Linked DNA regions of Mus musculus: region 1 is linked to region 2. The links are chromatin contacts, called in public promoter capture Hi-C maps. All regions are on one chromosome and are shown on one strand. Each heading gives the region's core, a stretch centred on a gene start, on an enhancer-like site or on the middle of the called end of the contact. The rest is flanking DNA. Distances are from core to core; before and after follow the strand shown.

What was found. Capture Hi-C pulls out chosen DNA fragments and counts their contacts.
Region 1: a contact with region 2 is called in a promoter capture Hi-C map of adipose tissue. The contact joins two enhancer-like sites. A contact is called at or near these places in 2 of 39 promoter capture datasets (cranial neural crest and embryonic stem cells), 1 of 115 datasets of contacts at active chromatin or transcription factors (pancreatic cancer cells) and 2 of 9 other capture datasets (adipose tissue and liver).

Annotation. Positions count from the first base shown.
Region 1 is chr5:93,003,708-93,008,441 of GRCm38.p6, reverse strand. Gm36764 (a long non-coding RNA gene) reads left to right here. Exons shown (of 3, transcript XR_880434.2): 1 at 1-199. It also overlaps the pseudogene Gm6450. Among named protein-coding and RNA genes, the nearest start is that of Gm36764, 3.0 kb to the left of the region's middle. Within about 2 kb of position 2,746, at least 101 of the 459 cell types and tissues checked have an H3K27ac peak or open chromatin away from gene starts, as enhancers often do. A contact at or near this core is called in adipose tissue and pancreatic cancer cells, where this site is marked.
Region 2 is chr5:92,930,257-92,934,814 of GRCm38.p6, reverse strand. Shroom3 (shroom family member 3) reads right to left here. Exons shown (of 11, transcript NM_015756.2): 4 at 930-1,061. Among named protein-coding and RNA genes, the nearest start is that of Gm36764, 77 kb to the left of the region's middle. Within about 2 kb of position 1,699, at least 52 of the 459 cell types and tissues checked have an H3K27ac peak or open chromatin away from gene starts, as enhancers often do. A contact at or near this core is called in adipose tissue and pancreatic cancer cells, where this site is marked.

The sequences.
Region 1 (4,734 bases), core at 1,497-3,996, 73 kb before region 2:
TAAAACCTCTGGAAATTACTGGACAGGCGACTTTCGTTTCCTCATCTCCGTGTCTTTGGGGGAATGTAGTGGTCAAGGTCCATTTATAAGACATATGGCCAAAGCTGATGGCATGGATGCTATGATGTGTAACTACTGCCCTCCAGGACCTCATTCTAAGAGAACACACATGTATTCAGATAACCTTAGCATGGAGTATGTAAGTATAATGGAATAATGTAGAGATGGGACTTATCTTCATTCAGTTCAGGGGACAGAGGACCCTGTTTTCTGAAAACAGAGGGAAGGCTTTGGGCTGTACACAGCCTTGAAGGGCAGGCAGGGTTTTGGTGGGTGTGGATATAGGATGGGGCAGCAGTTCCAGCCAATACTCGGGAATTTTTAAAAAGAGAAGGGAGCTGGTGGTAGTGGCACTTACCTATAACTCTGGGCACTCAGGAGGCCAAGTCGGGAGGATAAAAAGCTTGAGACCACACTGGAATATTTAGTGTGATGAGAAAAAGATTGTCTTGGCTTGTGTGGGAAGGAGGGGACAGTATAGCCATGTCAGTTTGAACAATGGCCATGTGGTAGCTTTGGGCAGCATAGAGGTGTGTTTGTGCTTATGTGTGTGCCTATGTGTGTATATGTGTGTGTGTCTGTGTATCTGTATATATGTGTGTGCTTATGTGTGTGTTTATGTCTATATGTATATGTATGTATGTGTGTATATATGTGTATGTGTGTGTTTTTTTAAAGATTTAATTATTTGTTATATATATATGTATATGTATATATACATATATATATATATATATGATGAGTACACTGTAGCTGTCTTCAGACACACCAGAAGAAGGCATCAGATCTCATTACGGATGGTTGTGAGCCACCATGTGGTTGCTGGGAATTGAATTCAGGACTTCTGGAAGAACAGTCAATGCTCTTAACCGCTGAGCCATCTCTCCAGCCCATGTGTGTTTGTTTGTGTGTATGTGTGTGTGAGGGCCCTCTGTGGTAGGGAGGCTGGCTGAGTTTCTAGAGCTCTGCCAATCTCTCAGAGTTTTTACTCAGCCCTTGAAGAGTAGCCCAGAATGCCTTCCAACATCTGGGTTTCTGAAGTGGTCCTGCAGAATTGGGATCCTTGAAAAGTGAACTACTGTGCTTTCTATCTTGGGCTAAGTCAGGCCCATGGTCAGCTCCATTTTCGTTTTCAGATTACTTAAAAACCCCAGATCTCCTCCAGACTAAGACTCTTTGCACTGTAGTGCCTTACCCTTGTGACCTGGGATGGAATAAGAGCCCAGAGGTCCATGCCCGTAGGTTGAGAAGAACAGAGCTGAGTGTACAGAAGAAAGCAGGAGTCTCCAATCCCCACCATCATTTCTGGATGGCTCTTTATGAAGAGATAGGTAGAAACCAAAAGGAGAGGATTTCTAGCTTTGTTTGGAAGAAGCCAGACTGCATGACACGGCAGCAAATCATCTCCCACTAACAGGCACAGTGAGAGACTGGGGGCCCGCCAAGTCTTCGTAGCACTGAGTGGGCTCACATTCCAGGTGAAGAAACACTTCAGTTTGATGGTTTTTTCCCACCAAGACATGGCTGTCCTGGAACTTACTCTGTTAGATCAGGCTGGCTTCAAACTTACAGAGATTTGCTTGCCTCTGCATCCCAAAGACTGGAATTAAAAGTGTGTGCAACCACCACCTGGCTGGTTTTAACTACAATGTTCAGGGCTTATTTATTTATTTACTCCTTGGCAACAGGGTCTGTGTTGTGTGGCACAGCCACTATTACTGAAAATGAGTATTCAGGCCTGGGCATGAGTGTTTATGTTCTCTGTACATTTAGGGAAGGAGTCGGAACTTTTAGAGGTGACGACAGTGGATGTTGCTGCTCCTTTTAATCAAAATAAGTAAATGATCAACTCCATTTAAAACTTCTGCAGCTCTATGGGAAATTGAAAAGGCAGAGCAGTCTGGTGGGGGAGGGGAGGAGAGCGAACAGGGACATGGGGTGGGTGGGGGTAGCAGCATCAGCATCATTTTCTTCTCAGTTTATCAGTATAGATGATAAACTCTTGCCTGAAGACAGACTAGGCTGAAGCATCTCGTTGGGGTGCACTCTGCAGCCCTCCCATAGCTCCCGGCCTGCCCCCTCCTTAACTGAGCTACAAGGAATCCTCCTCCTACAATAAGAATCCATGACGAGTCTGCACTTATCTAGAGCCCAGGTCCCCATGACTGGACTGCCTGGGCGTTGCCTAGGAGATAGGTTTGTGAAATCAGAGCTGACCTACTTTGTTGTCCCCGCCATTTTTTCACGGTCCAGCCTCGGGCTGCTTGCTTCAGGACTGGCAGACTCAATCTCTAGCTAACAAGCCTTAGGATTTTATTTAATTAATCACGTGGTCTAGACTAGCTTTCACCAGCTCTTTCTGCAGCCCAGGCGGGCTTTGAACCCGACCCTCCTGCCTCAGCCTCCCGCGTTCAGGGATCACAGGAGTGCACTAGGACAAGCTATGAATTTACAGGAGTCTGTGCTGCTGTTTGATTGGCGGGCTCCTCACCTGGGACATTAATCTTCCCTGACACATTTCCACCCCTTCCCGGGCAGGCAGTTTTCCTTCCTTGTGGCGTTTTGCTGGGTTTTCAATCCCCAGTCGGTCAGCAGAGTGTCTTACTCTTCCAGGGTGGCTTGGTGCAGAGCTCTTTCTGTTTCCTGGCTCTGCAGATGCGGCTTCTGGAATTTCTTGGCTTCCTGTCGCGCCAGCTCTTCCCTGCCTCTGGTTGAACACACTATTTCCGGGGGCAGTGCCCTGTGCTTTTGTAACCTTTTGGGTCGTCTGGCTTCAAGTTCCACAGGGGATCTTGCAGGTCGGCAGCGGAGCCCTGAAGCTAGAAAGTGCCTTAGTCATGTTTCCATTGTGGACTGCAGGGGACAAAGTTTTTAAAAATGGGCATTTGGAGGAACTTGCAAGGTTTCTCATGGCGTGTTCAAAGAACTACATTCCAGTATCCCACCTCCGGGTGCCAGCCCGCCTTTTAACGCTTTTCTCCTACCTAGCTGCTTTCTTTAGCTTTCTCTGTGCTTCACTCCGCCCGCCACCTCCTGGCCTTTGCATAAGCCGCTGCCTCCACAGACAGCCTCGCCCGTATCCTCCCCCACCCCCCCTCCGCCCTCTCCCCTCCTCGCCCCTCCCCCGTGTATGGCTGACACTGTTTCAGCCTATATCCATAGCACTCATGTGTACTCCAAAAGCATTCTAGATCCTTCTTTAACAGACTCAATCTCTCTTTTAAACCCCGACCCTGCCGTTTTTCTATTCTTATATTTTCTTCATTCTAAGAGCCATCATTTTTTTTTTTTGGTTACAATTATATCGAGAAATAGACCCCCCCATTTTAAGTGAACCATTTTGAGGCTTTTAATATTACCACAGAGTTGTAAAATCATCCCCACAATCAATTCTAGAATATTTGTATTGCCCTTCAAGGCAGCCTGGTACTGGTTAGCTCCTATACACTGATCTCCGATCTTCCCAGACGAATATCCATTAAACAAACTACTCTCTGTAGATGCATGCATTTAGAATTCTTCATGTAAGTGGAATCTTGGGGGGCTGGAGAAATGTCTTAGTGCTTAAGAGCACCAGCTGCTCTTCCAGAGGTCCTGAGTTCAATTCTCTGCAACCACCCTGAGCCACCCTTAATGAGATCTGACGCCCTCTTCTGGTGTGTCTGAAGACAGCTACAGTGTAATTACGTATAATAATAAATAAATCTGTGGGCTGGAGCAAGCAGGGACTGAGAGAGTTTGGCAGGAGCGAGCAGAGGTCCTAAATACAATTCCCAACAACCACATGGTGGCTCACAACCATCTGTAATGGGATCTGGTTCCCTCCTCTGATGTGCGTGAAAATGGAACAGTTGTATAATAAAATAAATAAGTAGATTTTTTTTCAATATATAAGTCTTTTATTCTCCCAAAAGAACCCAAATTGTTCTTGTGATCAGGATCTTGTTTCTGGAGCCAGGAACTGAGGCCTCCTCACTCGTCAGCCTGCTGCACAGTTCCCTTCTCAGACACATAGATGCCGTCCAAAAACTTCCTGATATCCTTGTTTTTAACTGTTGTGGCTTGCTGAATCAGGGCAGCTGAATTTGAAGCAAGTTCAATATCATTTCCTTCAAGGATTAACTCATCCTTCTGGGCTTGAGAGACAGAACAAGCAACACCTGTCCTCATCCAAACCCTGTGGATGTAGTTTTTCACCCAAGAAATTTCGGATTTCAACCAAAGAGCCATTCTCCTGGATGACGACGTTGATGGGGAAGTGAGCATACACAAACCACATTTTGTATCGGAAGCCCAGTGTGACACCTTTGATCATGTTCTGAACATGACTGCAGATGTTCCTGACGGTGGCCAGTTCCTTTCTGTTACCCCACCATTTGTCAACCCAGAGCCTTTTCTTTTTCTTCCCAAGAAGACTCAGCTCCACGTTGATGTGATTGAAGTCCCTCCGCAGAGTCCCCCTGGGGCCCTTCACAATGACTGTGCGCCCCTTCAGAGTGATTTCGACATTCTCTGGAATGTCCACAGTCTGATTGCTGCGAATGGTCTTCATCCTCACAGTAGATGGGGCAAAAAGAGCAAGTAGATCTTTTTTAAAAAATGATAAAATAAGTGGAATCATGTATGTATGACAAGTAGAGGCTGTGTTCTTTCACTTAGCACAAATGTTTTCAA
Region 2 (4,558 bases), core at 450-2,949:
CCTCCCTGTCATTGCCCTGTCTCTGTCTGACTCAAGTGGTAATACTGTGTGGACCCTGAGTTCTCAGGGTCAAATGGATGCGACCTTGAACACACAGCTGGTGTGGGGAATCCGGACTCAGCTTGTTCTTCAGTATGTCTGAGTGTCTGGGTTTGGATCCCCTTTCCCCAGTTCCTCTCAGATGCGTGAGGCCCGATTTCGAGAAGAGAGCCCTCTGTTTGCCACATTCAGGGTGGCTCTGTTCATTCTTTAACAACCTTAACTAGCACCAGGGTGACTAGGAAGCAGAAGTGTAACCCAGCAGCTATGTGCACATACTGTGGCACCTGGCTCAGATCTGTCCTGACTCACATACTGATCAGCTGTCCATACTTGGATTAATCTTTGCACCGTTCAACTTCCTGTTCTGCAAAATACTTATGTGTTCAAGTGGTGCTGCATGCAGAAGAGGGAAATGAAGGGGTCACATGAGATCAATGTCAATTTCATCATGTGTCACTGAAAAACCCTCTATCCTATTCCTATCTGCTTCAGGGCCATGCTAGGCAGATGGCTTTGATGGAAGGAGGAAAAAAAATATCAAGTGTAACATTTAAATATAAGAATATCACCAATTCAGCTGTAAATATGAACAATTTTTGACTAGTGCAGACAGGACATTGAAGCACCCAGAATGGAAGTCTTCAGTTTTTCAAATATGGGATTATAATAGGCATTGAGAAACAGCTGACTGTGAATGGGTTCCATAAATATCTCAAACGACCAGCCATGATCAAAGTATTTCCAGTCTCCCAGTCTAGTTCAGAATGTGATGTAAGGATGAATCACCCACATAGTTAGCATTTGAAGAGGATGAAGAAAAGACATTTTGGGGGTAAACATGACCTTTGAAAGAGAGAAACCCTTAGATGCCAGCTGTGGCCACTCACCTGGAATGGTAGCTCTGGTGCCAAGGAGGGCCCATTGTGCCCTGAGATATCTGCATCATGCTGACATCAGGCTGTGTCTCCCCAAATTTGGTGGTATGCCACGAGTGAGGGCGAGTGGCAGGCTCACTGCACCTGTGGAGACATAGGAGAGGGACCCTTCAGCACCAGCAGCTTCTCAGCTGAGTCCCCTCATGAAATGAAGTAGCCTGGGTCCCAGCGATCACAAATCAAAGTACTGCTCGCTTCTCCGAGCACTGTGTCCCTTCCGTTTTACTTTCTATTTTGACATCACACAGGAATGCTGCAAAGTTAGTACAACTTTATTTAGGCTTCCTACATGTTGGTATTTTATGCCTTCTGAATATAAGGACATGGATGCCTGGGTCTTCCTGAACCTCTAGCTTTATAGAAAAACAGGAATACTAAAATTCCTTCCTGTTTCCCAAGGGACTTTGCATAGATGCACGGTAAAAAGCATACCCGGGTTTTTCAAGTCCTCTTTCGGAGCCTGGGTGGACGGTGCTGCTATTATCACTGTCTCGGAGGAATGGTATGGAAGTCAGAGGCTGCCCTGCATTGACAGCGACCGCTCTAAACCACAGTCTAGAGAACAAAGTGTTCTCGGAAAGACTTTCTCATTTTGCAAGCTGGTGACTTCAACCTTTAAGCATCCTGCCGTTAAAGCACAAAGATCTGATGGAGCCAAGGAGAAAGCGTGGGTATCCTTTAGACTGAGCATGAATGAGCTCTACAAGGAGTCAGAGGCACGAGTCAGCTGCTGGGCAGTATTTTTGGCATCAAAGTGAGAGGACCATCCAGGCATCCCATGCTGACAGCTATGAGATTGTGTGGAAATATTTCTCTAGTTTAGAAACACTTTGGGATTCAGGAAGTCCCTTGATAAGATGAAGATGATAGATGTAACGTATCCCAAGCCCTCGAATTTGCTGTGAGAGAGTTGATGGGATAGAGCCAGGGGGACAAGCCCGTTAGTCAGGCCTACCTAAAAGGATGGGCAAAGGGGGGAGGAAGAAGTTGAGGATGGATGACGAAGGGAATGAGAACGGATAGGAGGAAGTACTGATCGTAACCACTCTTCCAGCTCTAACAAGTATTTCTGAAGTATTGGAGTAATTATAAAGACGGGGCAGGGCCAGCCAGATGGCTCAGACACTGGCAAAGACGCTTCCATACAAAGCTGACAATCTGAGTTTGACCCCTGGAACCCACATGAGGGTAGAAAGAGAGACCCAATCTTTGACTGAGCCATATGTGTCCCCTCCTCTGGGGTGTGCACACATCCACACAAACACATATAACTATTTTTTTTTAATGTAAATAGTAATTACACAGAGATTGGTCTCAGAATTAACTATGGTCCAGGCACACGGGGTCAGGCCACGGTGGTAAAACAGGGAGCTGCTATAGCACTTGGAGAAGTGCCAAGTCTGAAGGCTCAAGGGAGACAGGACCTCGGGAGGATCTGAGAGGCACTCGGTGAGCTGGGACGTACTTGCTCTGTCCTTGGTCTCTTGTTTTTTTATCTTTCATCTTGTTAGCCCAGATAAAGGAAACTTGGTTTCTAGTCTAGTTCCTAACCTGATATGACTGGTTTTGGGCTTCGGGTTTTAAGCACATGTAAGTGAAAGTTTTCACCTTGGCTTTCCTTCTGGTTCTAATAGGTTATATATACAACACAATACTGATGGGCCAGGGTTACGCTTTGAGCGTCCAATGTCCTCCTGGGGCTCCCATTTTTGAGAGGCTGTGGGGCCTTTAGGTCTAGACAGAGGAAGTGGGTGGTAACAGCTGGGCCTTAAGGAATTATAACCCAGCCTCAGGTCCTTTTCTCTGCTCCTTTTCAAGTGCCAAGCAACAAGCAGCTCCTTGACACCCTTATTACCGAGAAGAGCTGGTCTCCACGGCACGCCTTCCTCACCACGATGGGCTGTGGCCCTCTGGAACTGTAGCCACACTTTAAGCTCTCCCTGAAGTTCCTTTTGTCAGAGTATCAGGAACATGAAGGTAATAACTAAGACACTCCTCCTCCTCCTCCTTCCCCCTGGACACGGGGTGAGCAGCATACACGGCCAGTGTCACTTACTGCCCTGCCACAGGCCTCAAAAGCAGCAAGGCCCTGGACTGGAATTTTCTCAACTGAGAACTGAATAAACCTACTTCTTTACTTATTACGGAGCCTTGCTATGTGGGCCAGACCGGCCTGGAGTACCAAGCCTCCCGCCCCAGACACCAAGCACTGGGATTACAGGAAGAAGGTGTCTGTCAGAGCCTGTTCTTTACAGACTGGCTTTCTCCAGCACCCGTTAGAGTGATGAATGACTCCACAGTATAGCTCTGTAAGAGTTCACCCAGATCAAAGGCTGTGAGACGCGGGAGTGAAGGATATTCAGGCAGAAGGAATGGCAGAGCCAACGTGGGAGAGCACAGGACGTGGCTCAGACAAGGTACAAGCGGCATGAGCAGCTGGTGGAGCGAGGAGCAGGGAGACAGGAAACTCATCAAAAGTGTCTCGCGCTGAAGATGGCGTGGCTCGAGCGCCTCGGGCAGGGAGACAGGCTACAGTCTAAGTTTTGGGAATGTATCGCCAATAGCACAGTGAATAAGTTGGATATTTTGCCAGCTGGTATGTGAGATGTTGAGGGCCTGGGACTGAGACAGAAGTAACGGGTTTGAGGAAATCAAAGATCTTTAAAGTTATGGAGGCAGAAGAATCCTCATTCTCGGAGACCACTTAGATAGGTGGTGGTGGTGGTGGTGGTGGTGGTGGTGGTGGTGGGTGGTGGTGGGTGGTGGTGGTGGTGGTGGTGGTGGGTGGTGGTGGGTGGTGGTGGCGGTGGTGGTGGTGGTGGGTGGTGGTGGGGTGTGTGTGTGTGTTTTAGTAAAGAAAGAACAAAGAATGACATGTCCTTGAGGTGAGAATAAGTTTGGAATGTTCAAGACAAGAGTGTGGCCACAGCCACAGAGAGAAGAGCTGATGGCGTGGGATTCAAACCACATGTGACCCTTTGACAGCATTCTGGAAAAAGCAGCAGATGTTTGAATGGGTCTGAAAGCCAAGACTCAGAGGAAGAGCGGAACTTCGGATGACCCTGAAAGACTGTTATGTACTGGGAAAAAAAAACGAAGAAAGTGTTTATGGTGGTTTGAATATGCTGCCCCTGGGGAAGTGGCACTATTAGGAGGTGTGACCTTGTCAGAGGAAGTATGTCTCTGTGTAGGCGGGCTTTGAGGACTTCTAGAGCTCAAGCTCGGTCCAGTGCATTAGAGACCCTCTTCCTAGCTGCCTGCAGAAGACAGTCTCCTGCTACTGCCTGTGGATCAGGATGTAGAAATCTCGGCTCTTCCAGCACCATGTCTGCCTGGATGCTGCCGTGCTCCCCACCATGATGACATCAAACTAAACCTCTGAAACTGTAAGCCAGATCCAATTAAATGCTCTCTTCTCTAAGAGTGACCTTGGTCATAGTGTTTTTTCACAGCAATGAAACCCTAACTAACACAGTGACACAACTTTAGCTGAGAAAATAAGCCCTGGAGGGCTTCTGTTCCTGATGCTCTCTGATGAGCTGCTATGACTGCGCCTCGCGGCCTTCCAGGCACACTAGCTT